Regions from separate parts of the Zea mays genome. Here regions 1 and 2 are each linked to region 3. Evidence: chromatin contacts called from public Hi-C data. All regions are on one chromosome and are shown on one strand. The core of a region is the stretch at or near the end of the contact, and the rest is flanking DNA. Distances in the headings are between cores, read along the strand shown. Region 1 holds the start of LOC100272303 (cytochrome c oxidase subunit 6b-3). Region 2 holds the start of LOC100273521 (splicing factor, arginine/serine-rich 7). Region 3 holds the start of LOC100193062.

The links. A called contact is a pair of places that touch in the nucleus more often than the background predicts.
Region 1: a contact with region 3 is called in a Hi-C map of leaf, with 5 times the contacts expected there. The contact joins the promoter of LOC100272303 here to the promoter of LOC100193062 in region 3. A contact is called at or near these places in 6 of 25 Hi-C or Micro-C datasets (bundle sheath, ear, endosperm and 2 more).
Region 2: a contact with region 3 is called in a Hi-C map of leaf, with 3 times the contacts expected there. The contact joins the promoter of LOC100273521 here to the promoter of LOC100193062 in region 3. A contact is called at or near these places in 3 of 25 Hi-C or Micro-C datasets (all in leaf).

The regions. Positions count from the first base shown.
Region 1 is chr4:141,149,494-141,152,193 of Zm-B73-REFERENCE-NAM-5.0, reverse strand. It overlaps LOC100272303 (cytochrome c oxidase subunit 6b-3), which reads left to right and starts at 1,333. Exons shown (of 4, transcript NM_001310032.1): 1 at 1,333-1,522; 2 at 2,593-2,681. The coding sequence starts at 1,514. It overlaps LOC100283320 (S-adenosylmethionine decarboxylase proenzyme), which reads right to left and starts at 505. Exons shown (of 3, transcript NM_001156222.2): 1 at 262-505.
Region 2 is chr4:140,764,865-140,767,564 of Zm-B73-REFERENCE-NAM-5.0, reverse strand. LOC100273521 (splicing factor, arginine/serine-rich 7) reads left to right here and starts at 1,388. Exons shown (of 5, transcript NM_001367444.1): 1 at 1,388-1,509; 2 at 1,683-1,780. The coding sequence starts at 1,692.
Region 3 is chr4:140,995,409-140,998,108 of Zm-B73-REFERENCE-NAM-5.0, reverse strand. LOC100193062 reads left to right here and starts at 1,400. Exons shown (of 5, transcript NM_001138228.2): 1 at 1,400-1,633. The coding sequence starts at 1,512.

The DNA of each region.
Region 1 (2,700 bases), core at 84-2,583, 150 kb before region 3:
TAGAAACCCAGACGCCAGAGGGCTATCCAAGATTCTCAACGAAACGAAAAATCGAGTCCTAGTGAAGGAATATAGGCACCCCATTCTCCTTCACAAATTAATCCCCTTTCACAAATCAAGTAATTATTACTTCCCTAACCATCAAACTGGGATTAGGGTTTCTTAGAAATCCCAGCATAATCGAATACCAGACAAAAAACGAACATCAAACTGGATCAGATCGCACAACAAGAACATGTATGGAGAGCAAGAGATTCTTACAGATCCCACGAAGGCCCGGACCTCTCGCAGCAACCAGCGGCCCTCGACGAATTCTGCTGCTCGTGTCGTGAGTCAAGAGATCTCCCAACCCTAACCGCCCACCTTTCACCGAATGAGGAGGAGGCGGCGGCCTATATTTCTCTAGCACCGAAGAGATCGGATGCGGGGGAATCGATTTCCTTTCCTAACGAACCACGCGGTGGCGCTGTGTGATGAGGAAGGAGGGATGGGCCAGGTCGTTTATTTATAGGCCCTCTATCGGATCCGGGTCGCGTAGATAGAGATAGAGGCGGTGGCACCAGGTCCACCGCACCGCTCTGTCCGCGGATTCGGCACGGCAGCGGCCACGGATGCGGTGGACCCCGTTCTTCACGTTCCGTTCCTTTGCGTTCCTGGCAGGTGGGACCCACCGCCCGCGCGCCGCAGCGTCTCGCTTTCTTGCTGGCGGATGGGTGGGTCAGTGGGTGGTGCTGGGCCTCGTGTCCTGGTCCGGAGACCTGGACGTGCGTGCCGTTCTCCGCGCTCCGCGGATGAGGCCCGTCCCGTGCGGAGGTGGCGACGCTAGGCGTGTCCACGTGTCGTTGGATCCCGCTATGTGACGTCCTTATCCTTGTATTGGAAGGAGGTCAAAAGGGGCTTCCGTCTCTCTTTGACTGCGAGGAGATCAGGACATATACTACGCAAAAGGGGCACTCAAGTCACACGACACTGCAGATCAGCGTTCACCAAAAGAAGCACATATACTACGCAACAAGATCGACTCGTCAGAGTCCAAATTTTCCTGCGTGTTCGTTGTCGTGTTCCGTGCCCGTACGCCTGATCTACCTAATATCTACTATCTATCTATCTATCTATCTATCTATCTATCTATCTATCTATCTATCTATCTATCTATCTATCTGTCTGTACACATGAGCCTAGACGACCAAGCAGGCCTTTAGAGGCCCATCCTAAGGAATCCGGCATCAACAGGCCTGGTTTTGAGCTGGGCCACGCGGTCTGTTGGAAGGGCTTGGTATTGTGCTGGCGGACCAGATGGGCCAGAAGAGCCGCGGTTTTCGGACGCTGGGCTCCGGTCTTTCTCGCCTCCTTCTCAGCCTTCAGGGGCGGCTCGCGGAAGCCATCGTGGTTGACCCGACCAGCAGCCGAGTGCCCGATTACAATCAGCCATCGCCACCACCTCCCTCCGCGGCTCCGCCTTCCGCCGCGAACACGCCGCTGTCTCGACCCCTTGTCCTCCTCCTTCAGCAAGATGGCGGAGGTGAGGAGACCCTTCCGCTCCGTCTGCTGGTTCTCGTTGCGGCTGGCGCTCGTTACTACGGTTTAGGTTTGGCCTTGCGTGCCCGACGTCAGGGCGCCGCCGGTACATGCCCTCCGCTCTGTTCCCGGCCGGATTGGTGGCGGAGAAGCGAGACATCGTAGGATCGTATATGTTTTTTTTTCTTCTTCTCTCGTTTTCATTGGGCAGAAATGCGAGGATGTATCTCATCCGCGTTTGCAGATTCAGGGTGGTTAGGGTTGCCGTTTGATACGTTTTGCTGCCGCGTCTCCTATAAGACTGACGAGAACACATTGTAGGCTTGTATCAATTCTGAATCATAACAACACTGTGTTCAAACATTTGATCGGCATATTTCCAGAAATCAGTGGAACGGAACGCATCGTAGGTATCAATTCTGAATCATAACAACACAGGGAAAGTAGAGGGGAAACAACATAGCGTGCATGAGATTTCTGGCATTAGATCTTATATACATGTCCAATTTGGCGCATGTTAGATTGAAATAATGATATTGTCTCAAGTTATTCTTATTCCTGTTTTTTTCCTCAATATACCATGGAACTTCTGTTTTTTTTAGTTATCATTGGCCCCACCTATTATGACACCGTCATATGCATCCTCAAATATGAATGTTCTGTCTTTTTTACTAATCTGCATTTGTTACTGTCTTTCTAGCTTCCACCATATGTTAACCTTCACAAATTTTGGTTATGTATATTGCTGATTGTAATTTATATAATAGTCTTGTTTCATCCTAACTTCTTACTGTATTATCCATTTCACCATCTAGCATCTACAAACCTTAACAAACTCTTCAGATCGAGAAAAAAACTAATCTTTCTTACTCTGCCATGATTCATGAAGTCCAGTCTTTGTTGTGGAAGTAATCTCCCATTTCAGTTTGGTTATGCAAATAGACTTATCTTATGAAATATTTTCTTTCACTATACTTCTTTGTTTTTCTTTTTTTTTATAACAAACTCCACATAAGTGCTTTGTTTATGTTGTTTCTCTGCACTCACAAGTTCATTTATTTGCTTATATGCTAGATTGAGATAAAAACAGCACCTGCTGACTTCCGCTTCCCTACAACAAACCAAACAAGGCATTGTTTTACTCGCTATGTCGAGTACCACAGGTATGACTTAGCACTTTAT
Region 2 (2,700 bases), core at 139-2,638, 230 kb after region 3:
AAGCTGAAGGATATGCTAGTCATCGGCTTCTAGGGTTTCTAGTCGAAGTCAGTGACTGCTCAAGCTCTATTCCAATGCACACAGGACCACGAGGAATACTTGCAGGCGTATGTCCGAAGGATTCTGCGTCTTAGAGCTCAAGCGCTAACAGTGCCAAATGAGATTGTCATTGAAGCTATGATCAAGGGACTTCGACCAGGACCAACAGTGCAGTATTTCGCCAGGAATCCCCCACAAACTCTGGAGAAGCTTCTATAGAAGATGGACAGGTACATCAGAGCCGACAATGACTTCCGACAAAGAAGGAAAGAAGCCTGCAGATACTCTGAGATGACCAGGGGCTTCGGAGGAAGACTCCACCCAAGGTATGTTAGGACGATCCATAATCCCAGCTCAAGTGAAGACAGGGGAAGTCATACTCAAGGGCATCGGCACAACTCTCAATCATCAGGAACACAACAAAGCTCCTTCAGGATAGAGATGACAATGTGTACCCGAAACCCGATGGGTTTTACCCCATTAGGGTACGAGTTTGAGTCAATTTTCATACCCATGAGTTTGTTAATGGGCATAAATCTATGCCCGATGGGTTCATGTTTGTTCCTACAGTACCCAAACCGGTGAACCTGTGTGTTTTTTAAACCCGACCAAACCTAGTACATATTGTCATTTTATTTTATAAACGAACAACAAACTTGTTATCTCCCTATTTACTTCTTATTTTTTATCAAATGGTGAATGTATAAGTAGTTGGTGAGAGTGTTGTTTGGTTGCTATTATAGTTTTTACTAGAGTTATATATGTGGTGGATGGATAATTTAGTGCAAGGTCACTTGATTATACAACTTATTATTTGTATTCCATTCTCTCTACTAATAATTTTATATCAAATCATGAGCTTGGTGTTTATCACATAAATTTTGGACCATGATCTCATTAATCAATACAATACTTATTAATTATGAGAAGAACAAGCATATTAGAGAAATTACCCGGTAATCCGTGGGTACCTGCTAACCCGATGGATACGGGTTTGGGTAAAATTTCAAACCCGTCATAGGTACGAGTTTTTTAATGGGTATAGATATTTTTCACAGGTACGAGTTTGAGATAGCAAAACCCAATAGGCTTGTACTCGTTGCCATCTCTAACAACAAGGGTGTGTATAAGTACTGAGTAGTGAGATGTATATAAATTTAACTAAACACTAGGTGTAAATCCACATCAAATATATAACTAATGGTCTAATTAATTTAAACACTTCATAAATTACTTATACTAGTTACTGAATGATTATTTACGTATTTTGATTTTGTTGCCCCTAGGACTTTGGAAAATACCCCTGAATTGACAGCCAGGGCCTGACTCGTCAACTCCTTTCCGCCCAAAACACTTCCCAGCCCTCCACGCACCCCGCTGCCGCGGCTCGAACATAAACCCTAGAGCCGCCGGCCCGGTCGCGCTAGCGACACAAATCTCAAATCACCCGGAGAGAACTCGCTCGCGAAGGCAAGTAAGCTTTAGATCCCCCATTGCTTCTGGTTCCTAGGCCAGCGCGCCTCGTTTTTCTTCTCCGTTTTGGTCTAATTCGTGAGGAATTTGGGTTTTCTCGTGGGCTTGGTTACGCTCCGCTTGGAGTGGATTTCAGTGACTTTTTTGTTCGGATTGTTTCACTCTTGCAGGCTGAACTCATGGCTCGCGTCTTCGTTGGGAACCTGGATCCGCGTGTCACGGCGCGGGAGATTGAGGACGAGTTCCGCACGTTTGGGGTTCTGAAGAGGTGAGATGCGGTGCCGTTGCATAGTGCTAACCTCGTTTTATTTTTTATTGATAGCGGAAGCACTAAGCTAGTCTTTCTGCGGGTATGATTTCCCCCCGAGTTGCCTCTATCGTACTGCTGATAGCATATACGACTTCATGCTGTCGCTTGCTAGCTCCTATACATGCATGCTAAACAATTTGTGTTTTGAGTATGATAGTTTCGTATTGAGCATAGTGCCTACTAGTGGTAAAACAACAATAGAGAAGCCTGTGCTCCACTTAGTGGTCATGTGATATGGTATGTATGTATAGAAATCAATAAGGGAACTATTTGTTTGCTGAGTAGAATAGGTTTTATTAGATTTGTGTTTATTCCTTGACAATCTCGGAATTTTTTTAGTGATGCATATGCTGTTTGAGAAATAGAAGGGGAAAAAAAGCAGCGGTACTATGTTCACATTAAATTACAAGTCCCTGAGGCCTAGTTTGGTAGGGCTTGGGCTTCTGCATGATAAGTTGGCAAGTGCTTTAACTTACCAGTACGCATGTTGCCCTGATATTATCTAGTTAGCCTCACTAATAGACAATCACATCTTGTTAGTAGTATCAAGCTCAAGACAACTAACAGGTCTATCTTAAAATTTCCTCTTTATGTGTTGGCTGCTTTCTTAATTTCTTGCAGGCTAAATTGAGCTTCTTCTTTCTTTTTAAAGGCCTGTGAGTTGTTATCATCCGTTGTCTTTTTAGAAGAAAGGCATGATCTCTTTCTAAAGATTAGAGAGTGTCTATCTGAACATTTGTAATTTAATCCAGACATCTAGTACACTTGCAACTGTGCAATTATTTTCATGTTTCATGTTAATGAAGAATTGAAGATCAACATCAACAACATCAACAAAGCCTTTTAGTCCCAAGCAAGTTGGGGTAGGCTAGAGTTGA
Region 3 (2,700 bases), core at 151-2,650:
AGGTGCTTAGGGCAAGTGCAATCCCTAGCAAAATGGCCCTCAGTACCACATTTAAGGCAAGCTCTATTGCCCTTAGATGGTAGAGGCTTGCCATTTCCTTTTCCTTTTACTTTACCTTTCTTGTGGAATTTGTTCTTATTGAATTTGCGAGGTCCAGGAGGATTCTTGAAGTTTTTCTTGAATCCTTTCTTATTCTCAGTCTTATGCACATTGAAATGTACCTCAGGCAGAGGGGCAGACCCAGGAGGGCGCTGCTGAGCATTCTTTAGAAGAAGCTCATGATGCTTTTCTGCTTGGGTCAATGTGTGCATGAGTTGAGAATATCTCTGGAAATTACTAGAGCGATACTGCTGATGCAATATCCTGTCCTCTGGAAGCATGGTAGATAGAGTCTTCTCTATCTTGTCTGCTTCAGAGGGCTCTTTCTCGCAAAACTTCAATTTAGAACAAATGCTATGAAGAGCATGGTTATATTCTGCAACAGATTTAAAATCTTGCAGTCGAAGGTGGTTCCACTCATGGTTGGCTGACGGCCATATGAGCTCCTTCTGCTGTTCATAGCGCTCTTTGAGAGCTTTCCACAAGTTGTGAGGGCATCTCTCCATAAGGTACTCTTGCTCTTTCCCTTGTCTTGATTTATCCTTGAGACAGTGCTGATAACGTGTTGCAATATGTTGCAGTGCTCAGTGGCAAATCAGTGGAGAGACAAAAGAGAGGATGAGACAAATGACAGAGTTTTCTTGTTTATTGCAGAGATCTCCTTTATATACATGTGTACAAAGAGCATCTGACCCTTGGATTAATAACTATATAAATAGACGGTTGGCTGGGCCTTGATCATATGTACATTATTTTGTAACAGAAGCCAAGCAGATCCAAATCCAGACCTGCACCGAATGCGTACCTCCGCTCCAGTGACACGCACCTCTTACCGCTCCTCCAGCCGCAGCAGCAGCGACACGCACCGCCGGCTCGACACGGCCTTTACGCCCAGCTCGCCGCAGGCGCGGGCGATGGTGGTCTGCGTCTGGGACCGGACGAAGCGGACGCGATTGGGCGTGGGCACGGAGGCCAGCGTGTCGCGGAGCGTCACGCTGTTGATGGCGTTGGCGTTGCTGGGGAAGTCGGGCGTGCTGGAGCGAGAGCGTGGCGTCGCACTCGCACACCAGGAGCTCCCACACCTTCTTGCCGCGCGCGTCCAGGATGGGCCGCGACCGCGAGCAGAAGTCCAGCTCCCACTTCCGGATCGACGCCGGGACAGTCAGGCAGCGGGCGGGAGTGAGAGCGATGGCCGTCGCGGAGTGTGGTGTGGTGATCTCAAATCTTCCGCTTGGGCCGTGGGCCGGCCCAAGACCGTCAAGAAGCCCTACCTAAAACGGTGAGGCAAACGGATAACGACGACCTGATTTGGGAAAGAAAGCAAAAGAAACGAAACTAGAGGGTAGAACACGACGGTGTCCGGCGTCCGTAAAAAAGGAGGAGAGGAGGCCAGGGAGGCGGGGGCAGCAAGAATGGCGTGCTCCACCGGTCTCTGCTTCTTGGCGTCGATTCCTCCTCTCTCAGCCTCTTGTTCTTCTGGCTCCTCCTGCTTCCTCATGATCAAGCGTGTGTCCTCTGCTCCGTCCTTGTCCAGGTATGGTCTTGCTTCTTTGTTGCCCCGCCTCCTGGCCAATTCGTTGAAGCTTTCTTGAAATCCCAAATTAAGTTGCTCGATGATGTTAAATTTTGTTTTTTTCCTTGTTAGACGAGAATTTTGCATTGTTGTTCCTGAAGCTAGCCAACACGAAAACTGTTTGGTGTTGATTTCTGTTCTCTGCAGTCTTATGAACTTACCTTAAACTGCTATAAGTATTAAAGATTATTTTGTTGGAACTCCACATTCTGGTGTATCTGGTTTCCTTTCTTACCATATGTAGACTAGTTACTAATTTCAAGTTCAAACCCTGTTCTTCAGTTACAAACCCTTGGAAAAAAAAATTCGTTTCGACTTTTTGTTCAACTGCAAAGTGTTTCCACTTCCTCATTTGGGGTTGCAAGCAGCTAGGAGACCCGTACTTTTGAATTAATATCAGTTGATTTTACTTAGTTCTTGTTTGTTTGGGATTATAATCCACTCAGATTATATAATCTAACTTATTTTAAACAAAACATCAGTTCAAAATAAGTTAGATTATATTTTTTTAACAGAAAGGGGATTCCCCCTATTTCATTAAGAAATAGGACCACAGTTTTAACAACATTCAAACGAAAAAACTACTTATTACACCACTTAGCTCATAGAACTAAAAGAGCATAAGCAAGCCATCCAGGCCTAAGGTGGATCACTACAGTTTCTGACAAAAAAGTCATACCGCACAACCACTGCAACCACTACCAACCAGTTTTTGGCAAGGCCGACCACACACAAAGCCCCAGCGACCAGACAAAAGCAACACATTGTGAAACAAATACCCTAGAACCAAAAGGGCCTTCGAGAGCCAGGCAAGCCACACATCTAAAACAAACAGACATCACGCTCAACGTTAGTTGCACAGTCTTTTATCCATCGGCGCCCAGCCAAAATTCCTGTTGAAGACCTCCTTAACCATTCTTCTGAGAAGGGAGCTTCCTTCCAGCAGCATCTTTCTTGAAGTTTCTTTCTGAAGAATCGCCCAAGCATCCAACCAAGAGCAGCACAGAAACACAAGGTTAACAGCATTT